Regions from separate parts of the Triticum aestivum genome. Here region 1 is linked to region 2. A link is a contact called in public Hi-C data. All regions are on one chromosome and are shown on one strand. The core of a region is the stretch at or near the end of the contact, and the rest is flanking DNA. Distances in the headings are between cores, read along the strand shown. Region 1 has its middle 3.2 kb from the start of LOC123152178. Region 2 holds the start of LOC123152174 (peptidyl-prolyl cis-trans isomerase FKBP16-3, chloroplastic).

Region 1 (3,264 bases), core at 715-3,214, 230 kb after region 2:
CTACAAAACCAACAAACAGAAAATCACACAGTTCCAAAGCTCAAGGCACCACAATTTACCAGAGGGACATGCAATTCACAGCAAAGAGGTCAGGATCAAACTCACTGTGATGTCCTTCTCTGGCCACGACGTACAGGGCATTGTACCCCGACCTGTTCTTCACCGACGCCCTGGGCGTCAAGGTGCCGGAGCAGCTCCACCACCACCTTGAGGTGGCCTCTCGGCGGCACGAGTTTCATCATTCCTGTAATTTAGATCAAATAAAATTAATGTTGCAAGACAATAGGCTAGTACATTATAATGAAAAGAACATGGGCAATATTCACAAAAAAGAAAGGCTTAGTAGTAGCTGTGCAAGTATAAAGGCAGTCTCCTAACTCGTAACTTCAATCAGGTTTTGTACTGACACAGCAGATGCTGCTGTAAGATAGTGTGAAGAGGACAGCAGACAAAATACAAAAGGTTGTATAATGCAAAGATATGCTTATTAATATAGAACCCTGCAACAAGTGAAAAGGACTTTGAGAATCTAAATATAGCACAATTACAATGAACCGTTCAAGAGTATCAAAACCAAACAAGTGCAGCTTGTACATTGTACATCCTTTGCCTTATCTCCAAGATAACCCATTAGCCCTCTACCAACGCAAGAAACTTTCAGGTTTCTTTCTAATCTCATTTCTTACTTCACTATGTTCCTAAACTGCAAGAAATATACCAACCATCTGTTTGTAGGCAAGCAAACAATACATAGTACAAACACAATATTTGTGTTACTGTATGAACTTAATAGAAGCAATCATGAAGTTAGGGATAGAACTGCTGAGCACAAATATTTGCAAATGTGAATTTTAATGAAACATGCCAAACGATAATACCTAGAAGTATTTGGCTGCTCATCTTCTTCTTCCAACACCAGGATCTCCATGCCCATTACGCCACCTCCTTTGTGTCTTCCAGTTGAAAATCTGCCCAATAAATTGGCAAACAAACAACATATGCATAGCGGGAGAAGGAAGATGGCTAGAGTGGGGCGCCGCCTTACCGCTGACGGCCAGATCTGCTCCCGGTGGCGCTTCTCCATGGGCTCGTTGTCTCCCTTTCCGTCCCCTCTTCATCTCACGCTCCCCTCCTCTTCTCTGCCTGAGAAGAACACTGCGGACGGCCATCTCTGTGGCCAACCCGTTCCAGCCGCCGCTCAACCCAACGACAGAACCGCTCCGCCTCCTCCTCAGCGCCATCAACCGGGACGCCAAACGGGGGCGGGGACGGATCCAGTGCTGAGATAGAGAAGACCAGGAGGCGGAGGCGCGTCGCCAGCACGGGCGGGCTAGCTCTCTTGCAGTCGTGCGATGGATTTGGAGGGTGGTGGCGGCGGCGGCGGCGGAGAAGCAGGGAGGGGACGAGGGGCTGCAGGAGATGAAAGTAGAGAGGCCGCGTGTGCGAAAACCTGCTATGTGGGCCAATAGCAACAAGCTGTCAAACACACAGCCTCGTCCAATCGCTAGCTCGATTCTTTTTTCTTCGCATCACACCCAATCGTTAGGTGATGACGTGGCTAGCGCGAGAGTGCGCACATTGCGCGACCATTAAAGGGTTTAATGGTCAAAGTTAATGGTCAACCTGATTTGTGGGCCCATCCTGTCAAAAAGGCGTTCAGAAAAGGCGAATCGGGCATTTTTCTAACATGATAGTTTTTAGTCACAGATTAGTAAAAAAATGATAGTTTTTGACACAAATTCGTAAAATGGTAGTTTTTAAACATGTTTTCATGAAACGTGGTAGTTTTTTGTTAAATACTCGGATGTTTCCTGTACCCAAACTCGAAACAAGTGGAGTTGTACGGCCCGTGCGTGTCGCACAGGCTGCTTCGAGGAACCAACGACGGCAGCCTACACGTACGTCGTCGCAACGTGCAGAACGGAAGTCAAGGAGCAGCAGCAGAATTCAACAACGCACGCCTTTGATTTCTTTTCGATAGTAACGGGAGGAAGCTACGAGCAACCTTTATACTATTGACTTGGTCGTGTACCAGTGCCGCATTACAATGGGCAAACAAATGTCTAGTAGTAAGAGACTAGTAAGTATGCACGTGCAACGCACGTCTTAAACGTAAACCAGATGAGATTCACATAGTATAAAGTAAACTTTTTTTGCAAATATATATATATATATATATATATATATATAAATTAAATGAAAGATAATATATATACTTTTCAGTTATGTGTACTGCCAAAATTACCTAATATCTACATAGCAAAATATATTAAATACTAATTTAGATCAAAATTATATATACTTTTCGGTTATATGTACTGCAAAAATTATATAGCTACCTATATAAGAGAGAGGCGTTTTGGAGGCCTTTAATTTTTAAAAATTCAAATTCAAATTTTTATGGTTAAAAAAATTCTGAAAAAATATGCTTGTATGTAAGGATGTAATCCACGTGTGTGTAAAAATTCATGATGAAATACCTTGATTTGCAACCTGTACAAAAAAGACAAATTTATGGTCTCGTAGGATGAATAATATCATGTGTTAAACAGTCATAGATTTGTCTTTTTTGCATAGCCCTCAGTTCAATGTATTTTGAACTGAAAATTTACACACATGTGTGTTATGCTTACATGTATATCTGTATTTTTTTAGAATTTTTTAAATATAAAAATATGAATTTCAATGAAATTTCAAATTTAAATTTGGAGGCCTCACTGGAGGCCGAGCTCCAAAAGGGATTTCCGCCTATATAATCGATAATAGGAAATACAAGATGATATGTGACTAAAACGACGAAATAGAAGATGCTTTACAAGAACTAACTGAAATGTAAAAGGACTAAAAAAAATCCAATAATCATCATGATACAAAGTATTTATCCGTTTTTGTATATGTTTACACGCTGGCAACCAGACAAACCTACAACGCTATAAGACAGTCTGTACGTACATAAACTGAAATGGGATATGAATAAAAATAAAGAATGAATTATATATTCTGATTTCCAACCCCTTGACCTAGGCTCCACCCACCTTAATTCCAAGCTAAGGGACATCATCCGTAAACATAATCAGACCATAATAAGGCAATTCTAATCATTGTGACGGTGTTATCTCTTGATACGGTCCAGTTTAATGCATCTGGCAATAGAAATAACCCTGAGAAAGAGAGAAATGCATCTTCACTTCTTCAGTATCCCTCTGATCCTAAGTTGTAATCCAAGACTGCTGCACAGTTCTTATGTACGCGTCATATCAGATT
Region 2 (3,101 bases), core at 354-2,853:
TCGGCATTGCTCTGTTAAACTTGACAAGGCAAGACTACTTACTTGACCGGGTATGTACAACCGACGTAATCCTCCAACTTTCATCGACAAGATCCCTTCATCAAGTCCCTTTATCACCTGACATTGCCAAACATATGAATGAGAAGATAGAACACCATGCCAAATCTGAAACTTTGAAGCTATGAACTGCATATATGTAAGTATATGACAAATTTAGATTTCCTAGGGTAAGCAACGAGGCAAAACTGCTTGTTAGTCCAGAATTGCAGATGATAAAGATGAGCATGAAATTCATTTAGGTGTGCTACTATTAAAACAAAGGGTTATATCCTTTGAAGATGAAGGCGAGACCATTCGGCATGAATGGTGAGCTATATAAAAAACAATGAAGATGAATGCGGAGCACTGTCAATAAACAGTGTTTCTAGGTTCAGATCAATTCACAGCTGTGTGGGTTAATTTTAGTCGTCACTTCCAGAGGGGCATGCAAATCGGTTGATGCAGAGGCCAGGGTACTCCCCTTTCCAAAAAAAAGAGGGGCATGCAATGCATCAGAGCCTGCAGTAAATACCTGTCCTGCGCCAACACGGAATATGTAGGGCTGGCCTTTCTCCAGCGAGCTGCACAACAACACCAGGACATGGTAAGAGGACGAAGTGTTACTGACCAATTATGTGCACGCTGAATGCACGGTCAGTCTGTCACCCATCAAATGCGCTCAGCTCAGTTATCTCTCACCTGTCGAATATCTGTCCGTTTGGCACCATGGCGATGCAGTTTGCAGCAACCTACACACACGGTGATCAAGAAGCTTACGCGTTGGCAGGCAATCGTCGAAAGAGAGAGCAAAAAGAAGAGGTAATGGTGAGCACCTGGAAGCCAACGGGCGGACTCGGCCCTTGCCCGACTTTGATGTCCTTGTACTGCAAACCGGACTCCGTAGTCACCATAGGCAGCTGAAAACGCAGGAGAAAAATTTGCGGCCTGATTCCATGGATTTTGCAGGAAATACTGCATGAATCAAGCAAACGGAATACTGCATTCCTATGATGCTGTCATGGCGAACGTACATTTTCGAGCTCTGCCTCGCAGGCGGCGTCGCAGAGCTTGGGCTTCTCCTCCGGCGGCAGCCCGCCGGCGAAGGCGTCGAGCGCGGCCTGCAGGCATAACGCGGACGACGACACCCCCAGAACCACCGCCCCGACCACGCCCCTCCGGGTGACCACGCCACCGTTGTCGTCGTCAGCTCCTCCGCATTGCGCCGCGCTTCCTCCGCCAGCGGCAGCCCTCCTGCAGCATGGCGCCCTGCTGTTGCCACCTCTGATGAACGCCCTGCCGCCGCCGCCGCCGCCGCTGGGAAGCCAGGCCCTCGAGCTAGCGCCACGCGGCCCTGACGGGAGGAGAAGCGGCGAGGCCGAGGAAGAGGCAGCAGCAGCCATTGGATTAGGGAGAGGGGGAGGGGGAAGGGGAGGAGGAGGACGACGGCCCGGGAAGAAGACCACGGACGAGTCGACGGGAGAGAGTGGATAGAGCAAATTAAATCCGCGGTGGCCGTCCAGCCTCCACCACTCGCTTCGCGCGTGCAACACCACGCACGGGGCACGGCGACCGGAATCAACGGCCGTTGCGTTCGGCTTTGTTAAATCAACGCCGCTAGAGTTTTTATCGTTCTTGTACGGGACGCTTATTAATATTATTTCTGAACACATTACAGACACAACATTTATATATATGCGCATACCCTTATTTCTATGAACACACACGTACACCCTTATTCTTACGAGCATCTCCGAAAAATTGAGGTGACATATTTTTTTAGAAGAAAATGGTTGCGTCCCTGTTCCATTCCATTCAGAAACGAAACAGCAATTCAGTACAAGTCTTACAAGGTAGGTTTACGGCGGACAGCAGGCGGACTGCCGCAGTAGCAGCAAATAAAACTAGAAAGTAGAGAGTTGCAGACATAAAGAGAAGGACTCCGGTGACATACGCCCCAGCCTAGACAGCAACAAGAGAACATCATTCTTTTAAACGTGTAGAGCTGCTAGAAACTGCAGATTCTTCAAAGGGAAGGACTTCAAAAGGTGTCTCCACGCCTCAGCCAGGATCTGGCCACAGCAGCAGAGGTGGGCTTCTCGCTTTCATCTCCAGTTCTTTCGCGGCCCACTCCAACTTGTCCTTGACACACCCTGAGGAAAGGCATTCTCATGTAGATAGATTTGATGCAGTTTTTCGCCAGATAGCCTGCATGTCAGGCCAACAAACATTATTAAAAACCATGTCATTGCGAGTTTTCCAGATTGCCCACAGCCCGGTTGCATGAACAATATTAGTCGCAGCAAAACTATCTCCTCTCATCCAGTACATGGAGATGGACATTATATTAATGTCTTCATTAATCCCAGTAAGGACACAGATGGCTTTCCAGAATTCAGCAGCAACAACACAGGTACTAAATAAATGAGAACAAGATTCTTGTTCAGAGCAAAATACACAAGTAGGGTCACCTACATCCTGCCTTTTGCACAAGTTGTCTCTGGTTAGCAGCTTGTTGTTAGTTAAGAGCCAGAGAAAAATCTGAATTCTAGGTGGAATTTTGATCTTCCAAATAGCAGGAGAACCGACAGGAAGCACTCCCCTGAAATTAAGAAACTTATAAAAGGATTTAACAGAGTAAACTCCTTTGGAATTCATATTCCAAAATGGGGAGTCCTCTTCTACTATGAGTTGGATAGAACTGGCAATTTCCAAGAGCTCGAACCACAGAGACATAAGTTCCTGGGTGAAACATCTCCGAAATGTAAGCTTAAGGTTACTGTCGTCCCAGATTTTATCAATGGTGGCATTTTGCTCATTAGTTAGAACATACAGGTCCCAGTACTGGGTAACCAGAGTGGCATTACCAAACCAATGATCCTCCCAGAATCTAACCCTTTTGCCATTGCCAATCTTCCAAGAGAAGCCAACCTTGGCAGCTTGAGCTACCCAGAGCACCCCTTTCCAAAAAGGGGATGCTCCAGTATTGGGACAAGCAAATATATTACTCTGAGGTTTGTACTTGGAATCAATAATATTTTTCCAAATTTTACCCTCGGAGTTAT

The links. Hi-C and Micro-C count contacts between places; a contact is called where the count stands out from the background.
Region 1: a Hi-C map of leaf shows a contact between it and region 2, with 3 times the contacts expected there. The contact joins the enhancer-like site here to the promoter of LOC123152174 in region 2. A contact is called at or near these places in 2 of 5 Hi-C or Micro-C datasets (both in leaf).

The regions. Positions count from the first base shown.
Region 1 is chr7A:273,622,222-273,625,485 of IWGSC CS RefSeq v2.1, forward strand. No RefSeq gene overlaps it. Among protein-coding and RNA genes, the nearest start is that of LOC123152178, 3.2 kb to the left of the region's middle. Within about 2 kb of position 1,965, at least 3 of the 8 cell types and tissues checked have an H3K27ac peak or open chromatin away from gene starts, as enhancers often do. A contact at or near this core is called in leaf, where this site is marked.
Region 2 is chr7A:273,396,688-273,399,788 of IWGSC CS RefSeq v2.1, forward strand. It overlaps LOC123152174 (peptidyl-prolyl cis-trans isomerase FKBP16-3, chloroplastic), which reads right to left and starts at 1,604. Exons shown (of 6, transcript XM_044571793.1): 1 at 1,071-1,604; 2 at 873-956; 3 at 739-788; 4 at 572-620; 5 at 43-117. The coding sequence starts at 1,439.